2 separate regions of the Gossypium hirsutum genome follow, and region 2 is linked to region 1. Evidence: chromatin contacts called from public Hi-C data. All regions are on one chromosome and are shown on one strand. The core of a region is the stretch at or near the end of the contact, and the rest is flanking DNA. Distances in the headings are between cores, read along the strand shown. Region 1 holds the start of LOC107895448. Region 2 holds the start of LOC107895525 (protein S-acyltransferase 10).

Region 1 (3,061 bases), core at 359-2,858:
TCCAGGTCCCGTGACCTCCTAGAGGATCTGCTTCTCGTTAATTGTTGAGGTTTCAGATTATCAGCTCCGGCCTTGGGTGGCTGTGTCTTGACATCTTCAACATTTGTAGCAATGCTGCCAGCTTTATGGTTGCTACCTTGAACACTGGCTTTGTGGTTCATCTCAACATTCGATTTCTGAAAATACAAGTCCTTTTATGTAAGTAATTAAACCAACATCGAGAAACAACATATTGAAGCAAAATGAAGAGGAAGTACTACCTTGATTCCTCCTTGTCCTTTGTTGGTGGTAGCTGACTGTGGGTATGCAAGTGAGTTGGGATCAATCTCGCTCAAGGGGTTTCTTCTATAAGGCGAATGCTCTGCTTTCCTGGAGGAACTGCGACTAAGAGTTGGTTGTTGCTGATTCTCATTGCAGCCTTTGGCATTATTAGTCCTTGCAGGGGACTGAGACCGAGGTGATGCGGCGCTCCTTGAAACACCTACTACACCCGCATCTCCCACATTCCTCTTCACAGAGATCCTTTTGATGGCATTAGCAGTAGTCGTGGAAGGTTCTACACCGTTGCTGCTCTTATCCATTGCCAATGAAGAAACGGTTGCCGGAACAGAGACCATCTTTCCGGGCCTGTTACTGGCATTGGCAGCATTATTACCATGGGTGCCTTCAGTGTTCTCTGATCTTCTTCCTGGGGATCGGCTCACTCGTCTTCCACCACCGCTGCCGTTAACTCTTTCTCTGCTCCCGGAGCGTTGTTGCTGCCGGTCTCTTTCTCTGCTCGGAGTCCTCCTCCTTCCTTGAGAAGAAGACCTACTTGATTGCCGGTGGCGAGGACGGTCGTCTTCACGTAAATTATCATTCCCTTTCTTCCTCGAACCATAATCAGTTGAAGCAGCAGCGCCGATATCGTTGTCGTTTTCGCAATCGAAATCGTAACTTCGCTTGGAACCGGAGTACTTCCTGGAAGGCGTTTTCCCCGAGGAGTTGCTTCTGCTAAGCCTTCCGCATTGTATCAAAATGGCATCTACTTCCTCTTTAGTGCAGCTGGACGTCCTCACAGCAGTATTGATGTTGCAGACTACGCCTCCTTCGGTGGAGGCAGAGGAAGCGGGCTCGTTTTCGGTTGACTGCGTTGGATTTTGCGGCGAAGGGGAGCGTTTGTCTCTGTCATGGCTCTTTCTGTGTTTTATGACGAATATCTCCTTCTTCACCAAGCTCTCCTCTTGGCTTGCTTTCGCAGACTGTTCTTCTTCAGTTACCAGGTGAACCTTGGGCTCGCTTCCGGTTTTGAGGTTGGTCTCGGCCGCTAATGGTGGTAGTGCAGAAGAAAGGGGAACCGTGGTCGACTGAGGCTGCGGCTTTGGCTTTGGCTTTGGCTGAGGGTTGTGATGGGGGGAAGAGGCTTTCTTTTTGCTGAAACAGCCACCCATTTGGGATTAGTGAGAGAGAGGAATTGAAGAGTGGGAGATGGGAAACGGTGTGAATAGGTTAATAAGGGTGGGGTACATCTGTCTTTAAAACGCACAGCTTTTTTTGGTATTTCAAAATTTGAATCCATGATCTATCCGTTAAATTTTAAATCCACAGAATCAAAGAGACGTTGGATGACCCGACTGACACACTCCAACTCCTTTTATTATATAATAATATCATTTGGTAGACTTGTATATTTGGATAAATGGTGCTACCTTTTCGTTTTATAAAAACGTAATTTTTTTATTCAAAACAATGAATTTAATGTCAGACATTAATTTAATTATTGGAATGTTACTTGATTTTGTAAGGAAGGAATTAATGGGAAACTTGCCATTTTCAAAATTTTATTTTTTACATTGGAACAGGTACTAAGTTTTTAACATTTTTTTTATACTTATTTTATCCCTTACAAGGAAAATAAAATTTGGAAATGTCTATACACGAATATGAATTTCACATTTGATGACAAATTATTTAGATGTCGAGATTCAAGAGTTTCCAAAGCGGGGGAGAAAAGTTCTCTCCTTTTCTTAGTTTTCTTTTATTTTGGGAGTCCTAATGATAATTTATATAGTCTTTTAAGTCTCGTGGGATAAGTGTGGAGTAAAAGTCTCGTGGGATAAATGTGGAGCATGAAAACATCACATGTATATTTTCATATGCAATGGAGACATACAATAGGAAAAGTTATAATTTTTTTTATAAGAAGAAAAAATGGCTAAGCCTTAAGGACTACAAAAAACTATGAGGGGCATAGTCGTCAGCTAGTCACACTCAACTTATCTCCTAAAAGGATATTTTCAAGCTCAACTGTTGGATGATTGAATGCTTGCAAAATGAGATCTTCATTAGCTCCCATCCATATCATGAAATCTGTTGCATAATTGACCTCATGATAGGCATGTCAAACTCAGGCATCCCATTCTCTATTGTAAAGCTGAAAATGTAACCGCCCGTTTTCAGTTAAATTGGAACAGTGATTTCGGGACCACAAATTCGAGGTCAGAAGAAAATTTATTTTAATATTATTTTATGGTCTACAGTATGATAGAAATATCGTATAAAAATTTCATTAAGAAATTTTATCGTTTACATGCCTAGCTTGATAAAAAGGACTAAATTGCATAAAGAGTAAAAATTGAATTCTAGTAGTTAAAAGTATCAAATAGCTATGGAATTTAAAATTGGAGGTCCTTATATAGCAAATAGACCATTTAGAAGAGTTAGTGGATAAGTATGATTATTCATCATTGGAAATTGAAGAAAATATTAAAGTTAATTTTGGAAATTAAAGATTTAAAGTAATATTAAATAAAAGAAAAAAATCTATTTTCATCATCTTTCATAAAAAAACATGGAAACCCTAGCCATGGAAGCTTAATTTTTAGCAAGCTTCTTTTGCTCATTTGGGTAAGTATTATTGTCTTGTTTTTAATGATTTTTATGTTTCCGAGATTGTAATAGCTTAATCTAACTATCTCGGGGATTAATTTACAAAATTGTTAAAGTATTAGGGTTTTTCCATGGATGAGTATAATTGAATTTTGAAGTTTTATGATAGAAAATGAAAGGTAGTTGTTAGATA
Region 2 (3,061 bases), core at 389-2,888, 170 kb after region 1:
ATGTTCCAGGGGGATACATGTCCATCACCAACTTTGTCCAAGAAGTAGAATCAGTCCCTTGAAAATTTCTTCCTGATTGACACCCTTCTACAGGCAAGCTTCCATTTTTGCTTGAAGCAGTCTGTCTTTGCTTAAACATTATAAGAACAAGATTAGTAAGATTCCATGTATATATCCAATTCTGTTTCTGACTATATCCAGAATAATTTAGTTCTAACTTCCGGAGGATGGAAGAGAGAGAATTGACAAGGAACAATAAAAGAAAAAAAATGCTTACTTTGGCCATTGATGACTTCTTACATATCACATTTGTCTCATTAACGACCCTCATTGCATCAAGGACATAACTAAAAGTAGAAAAACATGAAAGGGAACGAACATATCAGATTGAAAATGTAATGCGTACATTATACAGTTAAAACTTTGATCTCGACAGTAATTGTGGACTGATATTTACCCAGGAGAAGAACCAGAAGTAATGAAGTATTGCACCAATGCGGCGAAAAACAACAACAAATATAAAGCAGTGTACCTGGGAAAACGGAGAAAGAATTAAATTGAAGGTTCAAAGCTATGAAGCAATTACTCATCAAAAACAGCAAAAGAAAAAACTAAAGCAAGTGAATTTGAAAAATAATAATAATAATAACTTTAAAACGTCAAGTAAAAGCAGAATGAGTAATATTGCTTCATAAATATTTAAATGTTATTATGCTTATAGCCTAGTTCTCTTCATAGATATCATTATGCAATAAAAGTAGAAGTTTGAGGTGGAAACAATCATTTAATGTAAAGGTGGAATAAAGGTATCCAACTCTTAACTTTTCATCTAAGATAAAATAATAGCATCGAATGGAATACCATACATACCAGGGTTCTTTTTTCGTTTTATCTATCAAATCACTATCGAAAAGGAAAAGAATGCCAACGTATACCAGATGCAGCATCACTAATGTCACTTTCAAAACCAACGATGATCTCCGTGCTGAAAACCCAACAATAAAATCAAATTCAATTAAAAAAAAAAGAACAAAGAAAATGAGGAAATTTAACCGTGGAAAAAAAGAGGAAAGACCATGCTTACTAAAACAAAAAAAAAAAAACTGAGAAATTGACAAGTAATTAACTAATTAACCGCAATTCACATGACACTCGCACGGCAAAAACACAGTAAAACGCTTTCCCACCTTTTTCTCTTTTTCGGGAAATAAGCAGAGATAAAAAATAAAATAAAAATAAAAAAAGAGTACCAGGATCGGAGAGGCAAGAGAAGCAGTGATAACATCGGTCGAGAGCTCGATCGCGAAAGGAACGGCATATACCAATGACCATGGTCACCAAACAAATCCTCCCAACAACAAAAAAATTTCAAATCAAATCAAAACATTAAATGACACCACTCGTTGCATCACAATGCTCCTATTTTGGTTCTGTTTTTCCTGGTAAAGTTCTTGTTTGTCTCTTTTGCTAGCAAGATAATTTTTTCTAGGGAAAGTGACAGTAGAATAGAAATAGGCAAAGCCAAAACTATTTACTAGAAACGTAAAGGGAAAATAATACAGCTTGGGGAAGATTGCAGATAAACTAAAAAAATAGAGAGCTGGTACAGAAATAAAACATGAAGCTGCAAATGCAATTGGATGATGTAAGCTGCTATTTATTTATTAAGTAGATACATCGGCGGACAATCCGTATACAGCCCCATATCTTTATGGGCTTTCACTCTTTAACCTCAAGCCCAATTCAAAATATAATATAATATAATATAATATGATATAAAAATTATCTTAATATTTGTATCATTTAATTTAAGTGTAATTTTATTTATCTGATTTAAATTTTAAAATCAAAACATAAATTTAAACAGATAAATCTGAAAATTATTTTATTAAAATTTAATATATTTAAACACTTAATATATATTTATTTTATATTTTATATGATTTTAACTTGGGATTTTGTCCCACAACCATCAATTTATGAAAAAGCAACTAAATTTAGTGCTCCTCACTTTTTATTTTATGTATCATTTTGATTCTTATTTTTTAAATTTTAATTAAATTATTATTTTGAATTAAAAAAATAAATTGTTTAAATTTTAATAATGTTAATGTAGCATCCCATATGGTAATTTATATATACTTCATAAAAAATTTGAAAAAAAAATAAAAAATTTTAAAAATTTATCCACGTCAATAAAGTACATGTGAATTGCTTTGTTGACTACCGCGCCAATGTTGTTTATAGTTTAAGGATTAATATAATTTTAAGAATTAAAATGAACAAACACCGTACAAATTTCAGAGTAAATTTAGTTGCCAAATTGAAGGACAAAAAATTATATTAACTCAAATTTTAATAATCCGATCAATTTTTAAGTTAGAATATATGAAATTGATTAAAAGTTAAAAAGTTAATATCTAATGAAAAGAAAAAGAGGAAAGATTAGAGTAAAAATTTAACATTATACCTTAAAAAAGTAATAAATGGTAAGAAAGTTGTAGGTTTAAATTAATTAGTATTAAAGTTTGATGAAGTAATTAAAATCTTAAAAGAGGGTTCTACATAAGATTGTGGTGGGCAATTTATCTTAACTAGTCGTGGATACTTTTGTTGGAGACCTCCCTCACCTATAGAAGATTGAGACTGGTAGATGGAGACTGGACCACACGATTTCTATGGTCCAACTCCTAACAGTCAACCCAACCCAACTGATATTCCACAAAACTTTCTACGTTGTATTGTTAGGTGATGGTCAAAATTGCAGTTATTCACGTTATAATTAAATATTTGGTTAAAATATGTTATTAGTCTTTGTATTTTAATAAATTTAAAATTTAGTCCCAATAGTTAAAATTCTAAAAATATTTTCCTTTAAATATGTAAATTTAACATGTAATTAGGTTGTTCTAATGTCACGTTACATATAATTAATAAAAAATAAACTTATTAAGTTAATTAATTTTAATAAAAACCACCAAAAATAATATTAATTGAACTAAACTCTTTAAATTAAAAATATACAAAGATTAAATTTATAAATTAATCTCGTGACGGAGCC

Evidence for each region. A called contact is a pair of places that touch in the nucleus more often than the background predicts.
Region 2: a Hi-C map of leaf shows a contact between it and region 1, with 1.6 times the contacts expected there. The contact joins the promoter of LOC107895525 here to the promoter of LOC107895448 in region 1. A contact is called at or near these places in 2 of 34 Hi-C or Micro-C datasets (hypocotyl and leaf).

Annotation. Positions count from the first base shown.
Region 1 is chrA11:23,691,921-23,694,981 of Gossypium_hirsutum_v2.1, forward strand. It overlaps LOC107895448, which reads right to left and starts at 1,609. Exons shown (of 2, transcript XM_016820727.2): 1 at 261-1,609; 2 at 1-176. The coding sequence starts at 1,430.
Region 2 is chrA11:23,865,860-23,868,920 of Gossypium_hirsutum_v2.1, forward strand. It overlaps LOC107895525 (protein S-acyltransferase 10), which reads right to left and starts at 1,639. Exons shown (of 12, transcript XM_041081406.1): 1 at 1,251-1,639; 2 at 871-985; 3 at 458-532; 4 at 278-347; 5 at 1-130. The coding sequence starts at 1,332.